2 separate regions of the Canis lupus genome follow, and region 2 is linked to region 1. A link is a contact called in public Hi-C data. All regions are on one chromosome and are shown on one strand. Each heading gives the region's core, a stretch centred on a gene start, on an enhancer-like site or on the middle of the called end of the contact. The rest is flanking DNA. Distances are from core to core; before and after follow the strand shown. Region 1 has its middle 19 kb from the start of RPUSD4. Region 2 holds the start of CDON (cell adhesion molecule-related/down-regulated by oncogenes).

Region 1 (5,123 bases), core at 1,702-4,201:
AAGAAACCTTATACCCATTTAGCAGTCACTCCTCATTTCCACTCATTCCCAGCCATACCAACTGCTAGTTTATTTTCTGTCTCTATAGCTTTGCCTATTTTGGATACTTCCTATAAGTAAAATCAGGTGATTTGTAATCTTTTGTGTCTTTCCACTCAACAATGTTTTCAAGGCTCATCCATGTTATAACATACATCAGTACATCATTTCTTTTTATTGATGAATAATATTCCATGGTTTAGGGACATCTGGGTGGGTCACGGGTTGAGCATCTGCCTTCAGCTCAGGTCATGATCCCGGGGTCCTGGGATCGAGCCCCGTGTGAGGCTCCTTGCTCAGTGTGGAGCCTGCTACTCCCTCTCTCTCTGCCTGCTTGTACTCTCTGTCTCTCAAATAAATAAAATCTTTTAAAAAATTAAATAAAATCTACTCTCTTAGCAACTTTTAAATATGCAACATGGTTAAAAAAATAAATAAATAAATAAATATGCAACATGGTTTCATTCACTACAGTCACCATGCTGTACATGACATCCCTAGGCCTTACTTATTTTATCACTGAAACTTTGGTATCTTTAGGCCCCCTTCACCTATTTCGCCCACCCCCAACCCTGGCCTCTGGCAACCACCAGTCTGTTCTCTGTATCTATGAGCTCTTTTGCTTTGTTTTAGAGTCCACATATAAGTGAGATCATACAGTGTTTGCCTTTTTCTGTCTGACTCGTTTCCTTAGCATAATACCCTGAACATCCAACCATGTTGTTGCAAATGGCAAGATTTTCTCTCTCTTTTTTTTTTAATGGCTGGGTAATATCCCACTGCCTATATGCACTACATTTTCTGTATCTATTCATCTATCGATAGACACTTAGGTTGTTTTCATATGTTGGCTTTATCATTGTGGTTTTGATTTGCGTTTTGATGATGGCTAATGGTACTGAGCATTTTCTCGTGTGCTTATCAGCCATTTATATATTTTGTTTGAAGAAATATCTATTCCAACATGTTGCCCATTCAAAAATCAGGTTGTCCTTTTTTATTAAGTTGTAAGAGTTCTTTGTATATTCTGGATATCAATCTCTGATCAGATACATTACTGTAAGTATCTACTTGCCTTCTGTTGTCTTTTCACTTTCTTGAATACATCATCTGCAGCACAGAAGGTTTTTTTTTAAATGTAGTCCAATTCATTTTTCCTTTTGTTGGGTGTGCTTTTGGTTTTATATTTAAGAAAACATTGTCTAGTCCAAAGTCATGGAAACTTCCTCCTATATTTTCTTCTAATAATTTTCTTTCTTTTTTAAATTTTTTACTTTTTTTCTTTCTTTTTTAAATTTAAATTCAATTTTCTTCTAATAGTTTTCTAGTTTAACTCTTGCATTTAGGTCTGTGATCCATTTTAAGTTAATTTTTGTATATGATATAAGGAGGGTGTCCAATTTTGCATGGGGGCAGCAGCCCATTGCCCCAGCACCATTTATTGGAAAGATTATTCTTGCCCCCCATGGAACCGTTGAGGTCAATTTCCATTTTTGAAAGTCGTGCTGGGTCAAATATTGATGATTTCACAGGTTACAATTTAGTTTTATTACAGTATTAATGTGAGCAAAGAAATAACTGCAGTTTCTGACTTGGCCACCAGATGGGAACAGTCTCCCAGACTTTCTTCCTCACCAGCGGCGCTAACTCTGAAAGTAGGAACAGGTTTTAATCAAGAATCAAGCATCCTCCAGAAGACTTTTGCTGTCTTTAACCTTCTGAGAACACTGGCTTTGGTTACCCCAATCTTGTAAATCTCGGTCCCCTGCTTTTTTTTAAAGTAGAAAATCTGGAGTTTTCTGTTCTCCGGTGGAGAGAAATAGTAGAGGGAGACCATGAGTTTAGGCTCCCCTGGTGAATTTGAAATAGACTTAGATTCATAAACACCCAGTTGTAAGAGCACTACAGGATGGTTACAGAAATGTAGAACAACGTATCATCAAGCTGTCCTCAGCCACCAAAATGCCTAATGGTAACACGCATTCACCCACGTTGTGGTCACACAGCCTCGCTGACACGTCAAGAGTTCTGGGGCCTTGGCTGATTTTATTCTGGCTCAAAGCAGTAAACAGTCTCAATCTCTTTGATCACAAGCATCGACTGATAGTTAAGTATGATTCTGACTAATAAAAACAGGCTGATGAAATATCATTTAATAAATAAGGGAGGAGGGAAAAGGGAGGTAATGAGTTTGGCAACTTGTGCTACCATAATGTGCTTTAAGGCTCATCATCGATCATGCGAGCTCCTCCCTCCTCTGTTCCTCCTGGGTGATAAGCTCCTCCAGAAGGGGCCTCACCCCTTCTTCCTCCACTGCCTCTCTGACCCTGATTCGGGGTCCCCAAGCCCCTCGCCCTGCCCTGTGCCTTCTGTCGGCACCTGTGGGCCTGTGAACTGTAGCATCAGAGCCGACGGGGCACCCCCTTTGCCCAGCCCAGCCTGCCCAGGGAGAGCTGCAGGGCGGTGGGGAGTGGGCGGTGGGCCACCGGGTTAGGGGGCAGCCTCCCCGCACAGAAAGCCAGCAAAGACCAGCTCTGACCATGGGGGTGTGCGCCCCAAGCCTTCCTTCAGCACTCTGGGAGCGATTAGGGCCTATCTGTCAGCAGCACACAGGGCCCCAGCAGGGCGGCCTGGACCCCTTCAGGGAGGAGGGCGAGGGGAAGAGGCCCCCGCTTTGATGTGAGCCCTGAGGTCAGGCTGGGAGCAGGAGGTGAGGGCGGGGGTTTGGCCTGCTGGAGACAATCTCCTCTCCCATCTCAGGCTTCCACGGGAAGACAGGAAGACACCAGCTTGTCTTGTCGCCCCTTTCATCTGTCCCTTGTCTCTGGGGCCACCAGGTCTGTGCCCGGGCCCCTGGGCTGCTCCGTGCCCCTTGTCCTGCACCTGCGGCCTGCATGTGGCCCTGTGGCCTGCCTTCCACGCTGTGACCTGGGCCTGCTCGCATGCCCTCTCTGGGGGGACAAGAGGCACCGCGGGGACACCTAGGATGGGGGCTCAACCCACCCGCTTGGGCTGTGGTTGATTCTACGGAGCCTGTGGCGATGACCCCAGGCAGCAAAGTCCGAGAAGGGCATTTGCCTGAGTCCTGGGAGTCCGGGTGCCGGAGGGGCCTCCGGGGTCACAGTGTGATGGGCTTGCACTGCAGGTAGCTCAGCGACTCCTGAGGGTTCCCGCCCCCCTAGGGGGAAGGGAGAGGAGAGGAACAGGCAGGGAGGAAGGAGGAGGACAGGCAGGAGAAGAGAACCACTGGCCCCCTTTGAGCTCTTTGAGCAACTCCGAGTCACATGCATGCGTACACACACACACACACACACACACACACGCCAGGGCCTCCTCCAGGCAGGCCTGAAAGGCTGCCAGCCCATCCTGGCCCAGCCCTGGAGTCTGGCCTTTTTCCTGTCTAAAGTTACAGAATTTTCCAGAAGTTTCCCTGTGTGTGTGTGTGTGTATGTGTGTGTGTTTCTGGAGTTAAACACCAGACTTCCCCTATCCCCTGACTTCTCTGGCCTAGGGAAGAAAAGCCAAAGAGGGAAAGAAAGCAAGGGAGAGGGCTGATGATTGGACCGAAGGCTTCTCCTTCTTTCTTTTCTTCTTTTGGGAGTTCCAGAAACCTACTTGTTTTTTGTTTTTAGATTTTTATGTATTTATTAATGAGACACACACAGAGAGAGGCAGAGACACAGGCAGAGGGAGAAGCTGGCTCCCCACAGGGAGCCTGATGTGGGACTTGATCCCAGGAACCCGGGATCATGACCTCAGCCGAAGGCAGACACTCAACCACTGAGCCACCCAGGTGCCTCAGTAACTCAGTATTTGGATCCAACTGAGGAGTCTTGCCTGTCATTGGAGATAGAACCTTCTGGAAGGATGGTGGCATCCGCCACTCTCCTGGGTGGTGAGTGATCACTCCAGCCATTCCAGGTAGAGCCACGGCCACTGGCTTATCCTGAGCACTTAGAGGCCCCAGCCAACCGTGCCATGTATTCTATGTGATCTTACCAAATCCTCAGAATGGTTCCCTGAAGTAGGTACTTCAGAGACCAGGAATTCAAGGGAAGCAACTTGCCTGTGGCCCAGAAGTGAGGGGCTGAGACCTGGGCCCACCTTCTTACCGCACATCGCTGCCCGACTTCAGATGCAGCCTTAGATTTCCAGTGGTGGTTCTGGAGAGGAGGCAGGTCTCATGGTGGGCTCTTTGGGCCATTTGTATGTTTTCTTAGAGTCCCCGGGGTGTGTGTGACAACAGCCCCAACTGTGCCATCCTTTTTTTTTTTTTAAGATTTTATTTATTTATTCACAAGAGACACACAGAGAGGCAGAGACACAGGCAGAGGGAGAAGCAGGTTCCCTGTGGTGAGCCGGATGTGGGACTCGATCCCAAGACCAGGATCATGTCTTGAGCCTAAGGCAGATGCACAACCATGGAGCCACCCAGGTGTCCCAACTGTGCCATCCTTACTACAGTTTAGAGACAGGTAGGAAGGGAGCAGGAGGTAGGTCCTCCCTTCTTCCCTCCATGGACAGACGTTGGAAGTCCAGGCTGGACGTGGGGAGGCCTTGACTTAGGAGCCACCAGGCAACGCCTGAGTGGTCAGAGTCCCAGGAACCAATGTGAGGAGCCTCCAGAGCAGCTCAGGAGCTGCTCCTGAGGTCAGGGAAGAATGCAGGTGTCCCCTGATGGGGTTGTCCACCGAAGATGCTGAACGCAGGGAGAGAACATGGCAGACGACCCGCCAGTGCCCAGGCCGCAGGTATGCAGGTGTGTGCCCAGGAGAGCACGGGCCTGGGTTTCCTGAGGAGCGTGGGGTGGCCTAAAGGTGCTCACGGGAAGCCGGAGCTCGTTGGCTCCTGACCCGAGGGCGAGAAGCCCAGCACACCAGGGCTAAGGGACCCCCCCACACCCTTTCTCTGTCCCAACCTCGGCGGGGGGGGGAGGGTCGAGGTTGCTGTGTTGAGCTTGCTTTCTGCACCCCACCCCCAATCCCCCTGAGCCCAGCACCCAACATCACTCATCCCTGGGCAATTTAGCTGCTACCAGTGCCTGCTATTTGGTGCAGGGAGAGGGTAAGGGGAGGCAGAGGAGG
Region 2 (5,123 bases), core at 821-3,320, 120 kb after region 1:
TGAGCCAACCAGGTGCCCTAAAATACTATTTTATATTTAAAATGATTTCTCCACTTTATGAACAAGCCAGAGAGTAATCCATATCAACGAACATCGTGATTATTTCTCAATCTGATTATGAGTAACAATAGGCAGAACGATAGTCAAGTGGTACCACAACACTGGGGGTGCCCAGAGTCGATGCAGCCCCGCAAGAGAGGAATCTCGAAGTGTCTGTAGTTGTAAGTGCTGTGGTGGCGGACAGCTAGGATTCCTACAGAGTGCCAGAAACCTGCCAGACTTCCATTCTATTCATACAAAATGCTCCCAGTTTAACCTTCAGTGTTTATAAGTTTTATTTGCCGAATGAAAACTCATTTGCTATGCCTTAAGTTAATAACATATAGATTTATGATTTAAAGTAAAAAATAGGACAATGGGAAACAAACTAGAGTCACAGCTCATTTGTCCCCCCTAAAATGACTTTCTTAGGATCTAATGCTTTTACAAAGAGCCTAGACAGAGCAAGAGCTGAAAACACCATCGCTTTCAAAGCATTTCTTTGTGGAATTTAAGGAAGAAGGTTGGGGGGATCCCTGGGTGGCGCAGCGGTTTGGCGCCTGCCTTTGGCCCAGGGCGCGATCCTGGAGACCCGGGATCGAATCCCACGTCGGGCTCCCGGTGCATGGAGCCTGCTTCTCCCTCTGCCTGTGTCTCTGCCTCTCTCTCTCTCTCTCTCTCTCTCTCTCTGTGACTATCATAAATAAATAAAAATTAAAAAAAAAAAAAAAGGAAGAAGGTTGGGGAGATTGGCATATTTTCCTGAAGTTCAGCACTGAGGGTTTTTTTTTTTTTTTTAAGTAGGCTCCACCTCCAACATTGACCCTAACTAGGGCCTTGAACCTGCACTCTGAGATGAGGACCTGAGCTGAGATCATGAGTCCGCAGCTTAGTAGACTCAGCCACCCGGGCACCCCGGTACTGTTTTTGAATTTCAAGTATCACTAGGTCTCCTTTTATAATTAAAGTCATAATAAGTAATTATAGTGATTTAAAAAAAGGAATTGCTAGTAGTAATAATAATAATAATAATAATTTTATAGAAGTCACATGTGCTCCAATGCCCAGTGAGTGGCAGGTGTTTTTCACCAAGTATCCTACTTATGCTTCCCAACGACCTTTAAACAGAAATTATTTTCCCCTTTTTCTGTTTGAACTGAGGTTCAGTGAAATCAAATAACTTGAGGCAGGTCCAAAGGACGAGCTGGGAAGACTCCGGGGGCCAAAGGCCACGTGAGCTTCGGCAGGTGACACTGAGCCTCTCCTGGACTCTGGGTTTTGTTACCTGCTCGCGTGCATGGGGATGCAGGGCGGTGCGAGGCCGCCCACGAGGGTAAGCACAGAACGTGCTGGAAAGGTGCAGGAGCCACAGGCGCGCGGGCGGCTGCGAGCCGGAGGCAGGGGCCAGGCGGCCGCCAAGAGCGGGCTGGACGGGCGCGCCCCACCGAGCCCTTAGGTAGCGCGCGAGGGGCGGGGCCTGGGAGCGCGGAGACACCCGCGGGCCGGCCGAAGTGCCGCCTCTGCCGGGGGGGGGGCGCGAGGGGAAGCAGGGCGAGCGCGCGGGCATCCCGGAGCCTCCGTGGCGGCCCAGGCGGCTCCCCCTCACTACCCGAAACCGAGGCCGAGACCGCGCTCGACCTTCCTCGGGGCGGCCTCCCCGGGAGCGCGCGGGAAGGGGACGGTCCTGCGTAGAGCCCCCCCCCGCAGGTTGGTACGGCCCCCCCCCCCCCCCCCCGCCGCTGATCTGGCAGGCTGCGCGCGCACCCCCCGGCCCGGTTCCCTCCTCCCGCTCCTCGCGTGCAGCTCGCTGGCCCCGCGCCCGCCGGGGACGCGCCGCGCGCCTGGGCGGAGAGGAGCGCGGCCGCGGGGGCGCGCCCCGCTGGCCTCCGCCCCCCCCCCCGCTCCCCTCCCCCGAGTCCCGGGTGCCCGGCTCGCGCGGCTCGGTGCGCGGAGAGCGGGGACCCGGCGCCAGCCCGCCCGCCCGCCCGGCCCTGCGTCCCCGCCCCGGCGTGCGAGGCGCCGCGCGCTCCTGCCGCCCCGCTCGGTGCATGGAGGGCCCCGCTCGGATCGCAGCCGCCGCCGCCGCAGCCGCCGCCCGCGCGCGGGGCATGACCTGGGGGTGGCTCTGGGAGCCGGCCGCCGCGCAGGAGGTGCGGGGACGGGGTCCGCGCGGCCGAGAGGGGCGGGGGGGCGCGCCGCAGCCCGGGAGGGCGGGGGCCGGGGAGCCCGGGGGCGCGGGGCGCGCGGCTGGGGCGCGGGCGGCCGTGGGGGTCCCGGGCTCCGCGCGCTCCGGGGAGGGCGGCGGCGGGCGGCGTCCCGGGGCCCGGAGCCGCCGGGAGGGAGGGCGGGCCGAGGTGTCAGCGGCACGCTCCCGCCCCCTGACCGAGGCCCGCGGGGCAGGTGAGGGCCGGCGGCGCCGCGAGGGGGGGCGCCAGCACGTTTCCCCGAGGGAGCGGGGTCCCTCGCCTCTCTCGCCTCCATCCCGCAGAGCGCCCGCGAGAGACAGTGATTTATGTGCGGGGAGAAGCGAGAGAAATGTCCTGCACAATGTATCTTTCTCTGCCTTCACAGACCCAGCGACTTCCCAGCCCCAGGGAGTGCATTTTTCCTTCCCCTCCGTAAAGCTTTCTGTGGATTGCATTATCATTTGCTAAATGCATTACAGCTCGCTATTTATTTCGGTCTGCAGCTTCCAGACCTTTGTTGCTTTCTCTCCGCATCTAGGGATTTGAGCAATAAATCACTTGAGGAGGATAGATGACTCTCTCGCCCTCGCCTTCATTGTTCTCCCTCACCCCACCAAGTCAGGTGGAAGGCTCTGCAAAAGGAGCTCTTCTCCAGAAGTGCCTGCCTTTCCTCGGTCAGGACGACCAGAGGGTGGCAGGTGCTTCAGGGCAAGGCAGCTTTCCGATGGAGATGTAGAGTTTAGGGGAACCTCGTCAACGGAAGGTCAGCCTCTGTGTGTCCTAAAGCAGACACTTTGAGAAACAGAAAGTTGAACCCGAAGCTAACAGGAGATTCATTCTCAGCGGGCAGTGGCCAAAAGTGAGAGAAGCCAGTTCTGTTTCCGTGCCTCGCTGTGCCTCGCTGATACCGTGGCCCTCCGCCTCCCCAGCTGACACTTGGCATATACCTAAAGGGCTGTGTCAAGGAGGAAAAGGTGGGAAGCAGGAGCCGGAAAATAAATGGGATTATTCTCAGTGTAGTTCTAAGCATTCTAGGACATTTTGTAGCTCATTTTTGAAAAGTAGTCTATTTTAGCTGAAATTGGGGGTGGGGTGGGGTCGTGGTTCAGCTTTTAGGACAAGATGAAAGAAAAATTTTCTGGAAATTTTAAATTAGTGCTTAACTAGAAAGCATTCTTAGGAACCCAGAGAGGCACCAAATACTGTAGTTTCTGTTATGCACATGTTGAAATAAACTGCCTCATACTTGAAGTTATATGAGAAGGATGGAGAAAACCTGTTTCATTTTGTAAAGACGTGCCCTGGGTGTGTGCTTGGCAGTGGGTAGAGCAGAAACATTTATATTTCTATAAAAACACACACACACACACACACACACAAGTGTATATTGTTTAACTTTCATGCAAAAACTCGGATATAGTATTTGGAAATCTGTCTTTGTTTGAATAGTTTAGTCAACCAGGAAAATCAGTTACTAGAGGTACTGTGCTATTGTTTGTGTAGTAACTCACTTGGGATGCTTTGATTGATTGCTGTGGTTCTCATCAACCTCCTCTTCTGTGGAAAGTACTTAAACAGCTCTGACTCTCAAGCCGGGAAGTACAAAGAACCCTTAGGACTTGGAGCACACTGATCTAGCTTGTGTAGGTTGGCTTCTAAATCAGTCTTACCCTTTGCCTTCTTTGCAAGAAAGGAATTAAGTTCACTTTAAGATAGGGCCCCTCTACCCCCACCCCACACCCCCCATCAGCAAGGTATGTATATATCTGCCTATATATATATTTATATATCTATATATGTAGATGGAGGCTTCATGTGGGAATAGGAACCTCTGTTATGGGGTTTTGCTCTAAAGAGGTCAGGTAAAATTTGTTGACTAGTTCTCCCGCTTTTCTGTTTTCCACTTTGCCCTTATGCCCTCATAGCTTTCTAGATGATTTCATTTATGAGTTTGTCAAAATATAAGTTGAAGTAAAAATGTTCTTCTCTAGAGATGTTTCTTTTGCCACAGTTGGGACTAAAAATTGGTGACTGTGTCTAAGCATATCTTGGGGAAATGATTTTAGGAATTCAACCTGATCTTAGTGATATTAGGCTGGGGTAGGAAATTAAAAACAACTAATTGAAAAATTGGCTATTTATAACATGTAATTACATTGGCTATGGCCTTGTAATTAGCATTTGTACTATGTAGAAGGATAGATAAGACAATACATCAGGAGAGCAGATGAGTTGTGTACCACGTAGTCTTTCTTTAGATATATGATCTTACTACTTAATAGGAACTAATTAGATTAGAAAGAGAATTTGGAGTCTGGTTGCTAAATAGATTGCTTTGAAGAACTCGATTTTATGGTGATTTTTGATTAGTGCTTCCTCTTCTCCCCCCCCCCCCCCAACAACTTTTGTTGCCTTGGATTGAATTAGAGAATGTTTTATTGTTTTTATTCAAGGTTTTATATTGTATGTAAACATTGCATTTATTTATAAACATTCCATTTACAAATTTTTGTTGTGTATATGGCACTAATTGACTTTTAAGAGGCTGAGGAGGAGGGAGGGCTTTGAGTCTTCTCAGTGAAAATTAAAAGATGGTGTATGGAATATCCTTCATGTCATTTAAAAAAATATTGGATTACAATTAAGTGAAAAACTGGTTTGTTGGTTTTTTTTTTTTTTTAATCCTTCAAGGATTTTCGTCATTGTTTGTGCTCTTTCCCCCCATTGTCAGGCTTAAAACATACAGTATCATTGTCATCTGTCCCCTGAATAATGGTCCTGAGGTGATATTATTAATGTGGCTTTTTAAAATCAAACTAATTATACTTGCCTAAAAGAGCCACATGTGTGTGATTCTAGCTGCCTGGTGCCTTTTGAGAGCCCGGGAGACAAGCTAGT

Evidence for each region. A called contact is a pair of places that touch in the nucleus more often than the background predicts.
Region 2: a Hi-C map of blood shows a contact between it and region 1, with 3 times the contacts expected there. The contact joins the promoter of CDON here to the enhancer-like site in region 1. A contact is called at or near these places in 2 of 9 Hi-C or Micro-C datasets (blood and skin fibroblasts).

What each region holds. Positions count from the first base shown.
Region 1 is chr5:8,350,255-8,355,377 of UU_Cfam_GSD_1.0, forward strand. No RefSeq gene overlaps it. Among named protein-coding and RNA genes, the nearest start is that of RPUSD4, 19 kb to the left of the region's middle. Within about 2 kb of position 2,952, at least 2 of the 20 cell types and tissues checked have an H3K27ac peak or open chromatin away from gene starts, as enhancers often do.
Region 2 is chr5:8,466,648-8,471,770 of UU_Cfam_GSD_1.0, forward strand. CDON (cell adhesion molecule-related/down-regulated by oncogenes) reads left to right here and starts at 2,071. Exons shown (of 19, transcript XM_038535707.1): 1 at 2,071-2,189.